Regions from separate parts of the Sus scrofa genome. Here region 1 is linked to region 2. A link is a contact called in public HiChIP or PLAC-seq data. All regions are on one chromosome and are shown on one strand. The core of a region is the stretch at or near the end of the contact, and the rest is flanking DNA. Distances in the headings are between cores, read along the strand shown. Region 1 has its middle 110 kb from the start of NOG. Region 2 has its middle 16 kb from the start of NOG.

The links. HiChIP or PLAC-seq counts read pairs in DNA pulled down with a chosen protein or histone mark.
Region 1: an H3K27ac HiChIP or PLAC-seq map of skeletal muscle shows a contact between it and region 2. The contact joins two enhancer-like sites. A contact is called at or near these places in 5 of 47 Hi-C or Micro-C datasets (embryonic fibroblasts, fibroblasts, omental adipose tissue and 1 more) and 1 of 2 datasets of contacts at active chromatin or transcription factors (skeletal muscle).

What each region holds. Positions count from the first base shown.
Region 1 is chr12:33,003,640-33,007,243 of Sscrofa11.1, forward strand. No RefSeq gene overlaps it. Among named protein-coding and RNA genes, the nearest start is that of NOG, 110 kb to the left of the region's middle. Within about 2 kb of position 1,577, at least 21 of the 83 cell types and tissues checked have an H3K27ac peak or open chromatin away from gene starts, as enhancers often do. A contact at or near this core is called in skeletal muscle, where this site is marked.
Region 2 is chr12:32,873,821-32,877,331 of Sscrofa11.1, forward strand. No RefSeq gene overlaps it. Among named protein-coding and RNA genes, the nearest start is that of NOG, 16 kb to the right of the region's middle. Within about 2 kb of position 2,026, at least 10 of the 83 cell types and tissues checked have an H3K27ac peak or open chromatin away from gene starts, as enhancers often do. A contact at or near this core is called in skeletal muscle, where this site is marked.

The DNA of each region.
Region 1 (3,604 bases), core at 327-2,826, 130 kb after region 2:
TTTGTTTTCAATTTTTTATATAATTTTAAAAGTAACTTTCCATTTACCATTATGACAGTGCATTGGCTGTGTTTCCCAAGTTGTACAAACACAGCCTTGACCCTATCTTACACCCCAATAGTTTGTACCTCCCATTCCCCCCTCCCTATATTGCCCTTCCCCCTGCCCCATGGGTAGCCACTAGTTTTTCCTTTCTATCTGTGCGTTTGCTTCTTTTTCATTATATTCACTACTGGTTGTATTTGTTTAGATTCCACAGATAAGTGATAGCATCCCGTGTTTGTCTTTCTCTTCCAAGACCCCAGCATGTTAGATCTGAGAAGAAGCCTTGAGGAACTCAAGCCCAAACTCCTCATTCTACACATGAGCACATGTGATGCTGAGATCTTAGAGGATGTGTCCAGAGCCACACAACTAATCTGACCTCTGAGATTAGAACCAAGTCTTCTGATTCCAGTGGTGTGGTGACATAGGGTGTTGGGTGAGGATGATGACAATGTCTGGAGCCCCTCCTATGTGACCAACCTTGTGTAATTCACTTTACATACACAGCCTTATTCATCTTGACCGTAGCCCTGCATAACGGGTGTGATTGTCCACTAAGACAAATGAGGAACCTGAGGCTCAGAGGTGAGGTACCTTACACAGTTCAGGTACACAGAGCCAGGTGGTAGGTGGTGGCGGAGTTTAAACCCAAGGTTGAAGTCAGAGGCCATGCTCTCTAGGTTTCACTATGTTCTACTTCCACTGAGCAAGTAGGCACCCTGGCAGGGCCCAGGGGGTTAGGAGAGGGGGCATGGCTCTATGGCTGTGAGCCAAGGTTTGGAGCCAAGTCAAGGTCACGGACACTCAGGATCAGCCCAGTCAGAAGCAATAAAATGAAAAAAAGAAAGGAAGAAGAGACACAGGAGACAAACTTCGATGGCTTCCCAAATGCTGTCACTGTCCAGCTCAGGGAGTTGCAGGTCTGTCTGTCTGTCTTTCCTAGAGACACGGGACTCGTTTTTTCCTTGACCTTCAAGCTCTACACCCTTTTCTAGGTAAACCGGCCTGGCAGACAAGTACTAACCATGCCAGCCCACCCTTCCCTCAGGCTACAAAGGAAATGAACTTGGCATTCTGTAGTCCTCACCTGGCAAGAATCACCACGCAGCCCCGAGGGACTGGGCCAAGGCTGGGTGTCAGGCTGATGGGCTATTGTCTGGAGCCTTGAGAGGGGGGGTGGAAAGGAAGCCAGCTCGCAGGAGAAAGGTGAGCGGCTGGCCCCGGCCCAAGAATGACAGGGGCCCCTTGCTCGTGCTGCCCGGCTCTGTTTCCCTGGCGGTGAACAATGTGAGGCGCTGTCAGGAAGTGACACTGAAACACCATTCCCCTTCTACCTCCTTCAGCCTCTGGCAAAAGGAGGTTCCCGGAGGGAATATTTTTAGTTTGACAAATGAAAGCCTGGGACCGAGGACAGGAGGGATTAAGGGAGCTCTTTTCTGACACTCCTGGAGACGGGGAGATGATGAGTCAGATACAGAGGGCTTAGGCACGACTTCTCAAGACATTCCTCAAGCATGAGCACAAGCCAGCCGCTCGGATTCCTCCGCCCCGCCAGCCGGCATCGGAGGGGGGGCCGGCAGCCGCTCCTCTCCGGTCCTGTCTTCCCTTCCCGGAGGCGGCACAGTGTTGGACAGCAGCTTCGGGGATCAAAGCTGCCGCCTCTGCTGCTTTCCCGACCAGGAGTCAGGAGGCCTGGGTTCGAGTCCGGCCCTCCCCACCTGCTGGCTGTGACTCTGGCTGTCCTCGTTTCTCCCTCTAATCCTCGGTTTTCCCATGTGTAGACCGGGAATATTGTAACATCTCAGCGTGGTTACCGTGAGGCTGTAGCTCTGAAAATATTGAGAACGCCCAGTGCTATGAACATGTGATTTTTTTTCTGTACCCTATACACAAAATGCTCAAAATCTCACATCAGAAGAACAAAACCACCCCCCTTTTGACAGACAAGGAAACAAGCTCAGAAGGGGGGTGTGGCTAGCCTGGGGTCACAGAGCTGACAAATGGTAGGTAGGGTGGCCTCGCCCTGAGTCTGATGAAGCCCACGTCCTGAATCCCTGCACCGGTGACCCCCTGGCTGGGCCTATATCTGGCGGGAGCGCGTCTCTTATCAGAAGCCACAAGTGACGGGAAGATCAGGACAGCGCTCGGGGCCAGGCGCCAATCAGAGAGCCAAAAGGGGAGGAACGGGCTGCCAGCCAGAGGAGAAGGGCCAGCGCAGACGGAGACCGGAGCCCAGAGCCAGGGCTCAGACGCCAGCGCAGGTTGGAGCAGCAGGGGAAGCACCACCGGCGGAGCCTGGGCCCTTGGCAACGTCTGCAGGTGGCTCCAACACCTTCGTTGGGCTCCGGGAGGATACAGGCACTTAAAAGTCAAAGTCTGCTCATTTCAATCAGGTTGGCAGAGAGAATGAGGCAGCCGTCGGTCTGTAGATAGACAGGCTTATGTCTCCCTCTCCAAACAGTTGGGTTGGGTGGGTGCCCTCAGAGACTCAGAGCCAAGTCACTATGTGAGTTCTATTCCAAATATGTAAAACCGCTGAGCAACCCACTCCCAAAGTCCCCATGACCCCCCCCATTGGATTTTGTGTGTGTGTGTCTTTTTTGCCTTTATAGGGCCACGCCCACCGCATATGGGGGTTTCCAGGCTAGGGGTCCAATGGGAGCTGGTGCTGCTGGCCTATGCCAGAGCCATAGCAATGCCAGATCCCAGGTGCGACTGTGACCTACACCACAGCTCATGGCAACGCCAGATCCTTAACCCACTGAGCAAGACCAGGGATCAAACCCTCAACCTCATGGTTCCTAGTCAGATCTGTTTCCGCTGCACCAAGACGGGAACTCCCACCCGCTGGGTTTTCATTGGCCCACAACTGAATTTCAGGATAAATCATAAAAGGCTGTCATCAAGGAGCGCTTCTTCTCAAAAATGCTGAGTGATCGTTTCACTGCTAAAATGAGTGTTTTTTCACTCATGAGCATCCTCCTTTTCAGCAAGTGCTCTAAGTCTCCAGAATTCACTTTTTATCCTTCATAGAACTTGATCCAGCTATTTTGTTTTAAGGAGAAAATAAAGGGTGTCCCATATGTTTGGTTATTTTCTTCTTTTCTTTTTCTTTTTTTTCCCCCCCTTTTTATGGACACACTCACAGCATATAGAAGTTCCTGGGCCAGGGTAGACTTGGAGCTGCAGCTGCAGCCTACGCCACAGACATGGGCAACAGCAGGTGCCAGCCCCTTCTGCTACCTACGCCACAGCTTTCAGAATCCATAAGCCACTGAGCGAAGCCAGGGATTGAACCCTCATCCTCAAAGGGACAACATCCTGTCGTTATTTCACTAAGCCACAACAGGAACTCCCTCCATGATTATTTTCCTTTTTTGCTTTTTCTTTTTTCTTTTCTTTTCTTCTTTTGCTTTTTAGGGCGGCACTCTAGGCATAGGGAGGTTCCCAGGCTAGGGGTCTAATTGAAGGTACAGCTGCTGGCCTACACCACAGCCACAGCAATGCAGGATCCGAGCCGCATCTGCGACCTACACCACAGCTCATGGCAAAACCAGAT
Region 2 (3,511 bases), core at 776-3,275:
CACCAGTCCTTGCCCCTAAGGGGCCTCAACCAAGCACTCCAAATGGACCTATAAATTCCATGCTTGAAAATGTTAGCAGATAATACTGGTTCTGACCTCACCTGCCATAACTAACTGTGTGATCTCCTCTGGCCTCTCCCCCTCCTGAGCTGTCAAATTGGCAAGGCTTGAGCCAGGCATTGTCTTGATATATATAATTTCATATCATTAACCTCCTAAGAACAGGTTCTCAGAAATCCAGGAGCTCTGGGCCCAAGTTCCAGACACCACCACTAAATGTCACTCTATGGGTCTTTTCAGCTCAAAACTCTTGATCCTAAGCATTTCAGATTTCATCCCTGCAGCATTAGCCAGTGTCCCAAGTCAGCAAGTACCCCTTTCCTGAGGGTTTTGAGGTTCAGCCCCACCCAAATGAACCCTGATCCCAAGTTAAGACGTTTTCCTGGAGAATCTGGGGAACGCTGTACAGGAGCACAGTCCTTCCCACCCGCCCCCTGCCACCCCACTACATCCTCAGCATGTGGAAGTTCCTGGGCCAGGGATCGAACCTGTGCCACAGCATGGACCCGAGCTGCGGCAGTGACAACACCAGATCCTTAACCTGCTGAGCCACTGGGGAACTCCTAGAACACAGGCTTTCGACTAAGATCTGGTTCCAATCCCAGCTTCACCAGTTACCAGCAGGATGACCTTGAAGGAGTCACTGAATCTCTCTCAGCCTCAGTTTCCTCGGACAAAGAATAGGTCCAATAATAGCCCCTACCTCGAATCCAGTGCCTGGGAAGTCCTTAACACCATGCTGGGAGCAGGGTAGGTGCTGGAGAAATGGTAGTTCTTAATGAGTGAGGGAGGGTAAGGAAAAAAGGATGACAGTGATTCTATGGGAAACCCGAGGTTCAGCAAAGCAAAGGTGACTGAGAGTGTGCTCTCAGAACTGCAGATACTATTTCCTCCAGGTCAGGAAAAGGTAGGAGCCTCTGAAAAGTTCACAGAGCTCTAGGTTCCCCGGGCTGACTTCTGATTACAGTGTATTTCTCTTGTGTCCATTCTCCTGCACAGGGCAGCTTGAATCCATTGCCCGGAACTGGTGTGTTGCAACAGTGAATCAAAATCAATACCGCCCTTGTTACCAATTCCCTCTGCCTAAGACTTTCTCCAGCTCCCCCAATCCCAAACCAAAGCCTGACTCTGAAGGAAGGTCATTCCCCCATAGACCAAAAAACACGATTTCCCAATAGCTTTATAACCTTAGGGTCCTGGGCTGATGACCGAAAGTGTGCAAAGGCGTTATGCCCATTCTCCGGCTCTAAACTCTGGAATCCCCCAAACCTAAATGAGCTGCTGACCCGTTGCCGTGGTCCCACCCGCCCATCCATCTACCCACACAATTTCGTGTTGCATCTAACTTAGCCTGCAAAGAAACGCTGTGTGTTGGGACTCAGGCTGGTTGGGAGCGTTTGTAAAGACAAGATCCTTTCCCTTTGTGTTTGCTTTCATTTTCCCAAGGAGCTCAAACATGAAAAGTGCAATAAACTGGGAGTATCAGTGTTCACTGAAAATATCACTTCACAAGTGAAAATATATCCAAACAGCCAGTTGTAGTTTGAGAGGCTCACCCTCCTCAAAAATGCAGCTGTCACCAAAAATACATTTGAAAGCTCGCTCTCTCCCTCTCTCCTTTCCTTCTTCTTCCAGCTCTCCCTCTGTCTTGCAATTTAGCGTTAATTGCCCTGTCAGCTCTAAAGGCTGCTAATTGACGCCTTTTATTCTGCGTTAAAACTCCTGGGGAAGAAAGGAGCTCAGGGCCTGAGCTGCGCGATCCGGCCGATTTGGCACGCCTGTCTCCCAGCGAATGAGGCTGGGTGCTTCGGCACTGGGGGCAGGCGCGGGGGAGTCGCGGAGGCGGGGAGGGGGCTGGGCAGGGGTTGGAGCGTCTATTTTTAGTGAGGGTTTTATAGAGTGGATCCCTGTGGCTTGGCTCCACACTGAAATATTGTCCTCGTCTCAATGACATAAACACAGGGCAACTTGGAGATCTTGGCGCCAGCCCTGGCCGGAGCCTGTGAATGGGCAGAACGGTGGAATGAGACACAAGGAGAACCCTGCTGTAATTACAATTAAATCCGCCCCCCGCCCCCCGGTTCTCCCGGCTTCCTTAATATCGCACCAAAAAGAAAAAAGAAAAAAGAAAAAAAGAAAGAAAAGAAAAAGAAAAAAGAAAGCCTCTGCTTTTGTGTAAATAAGATGAACCGAAGTTCCTGAAAGATCTACCCAGAGGCAGCTAGTGGCATAATGACTTGGGTAAGTAAGCTTAGGTTAAGAAGAAGGCATTGGAGAATTAAACAGCCATTGGGGCATCAGTGAAAAGTAGGCAAAGTGTGGAAGGATCTGTTGGCTCCTGGAGTAAGTTGCGTGTGTCGCTGTCCTTGCAGATCATGGAGCATTCAGACCTGGCTCTGGTCCAAGAGACATTGGAACTGATAAATTGGAACCAATTAGCACAAAGTCTCAATATGATTCTCTGGAATGTCCCAGACCAGGCTGGATGAAGCTGTCGCTCTGGACTGCCTCCAACATGGAGCCACGCTTTCCAAAGCATATTTAAATATAGCCTTGCTTCCTTCCAAATGTTATCCCAACCCTCATTTTTATCCTTGGAAGCTTGGGGGGGAGGGGGATGTGCAGGGAGGGGGGTATGAGGTGGGAGTTTCATAGCCCCCATCCCCCACTCCCACAACCCTGTAAATAAATAAAAGATTACACCAAATTCCATTTGAAGTTGTCAGTCCTGGAATGGAACTTTTATCCCATTATGAATTTCATGGGTGAGACGGTTCAGACTTTGAATGTGGCTGACACCTCCATTGAAAGGCCCTAATTGCAGTTGTAGGAGTTGACTGCAGACACCACACTGTACACACCATCGCATTCCTCTGAAGAAAGAGCATCCTATGAGGGCCGCCCCGGGCCTCCCCTCGAGGCAGTAGGACTGTCAAGGTTTCACTTAAACTTTAAACCAAAGTTGCCCTATAGAAGGGCCAGGTGCTAATTTGGGATTCTGAGGTTGGACAGATTTGCCTTGGCTGACAGGGCTGTTACTATACCCAGGGGGCTGGCTGCAGTCACGCTTCAGCCTCAGAGATGACCAGGAAGAGAGCCTTTCACTCCATAGGGACTCTTGAAGGACCGCTTTGATTTTCAGAGGAACTTCCTCCAGGCCTGAGCCTGCAGCATGGTGCTGGGCACACGGGTCAGGAAGGCCATCCACTGGGAGTGCCCAGAGGAGGGGACTCCTCACTTCACCCCCTTCACCCCCTGAATCCAATGTCCCCTGAGGCAGACCATGCCAAGAAGGAGAGCCTGAGATGGGGAGCAGTTTGTGAAGCTGTTCTCCTCCTCCCTTCTCCCTGGACACCAAGGATGTGTGTGTGTGTGTGTGTGTGTTAAAATACACAAAATGTAAAATTCACCATTTTAGCCATTTGTAGCTGTAGAGTTCAGTGGCATTAGT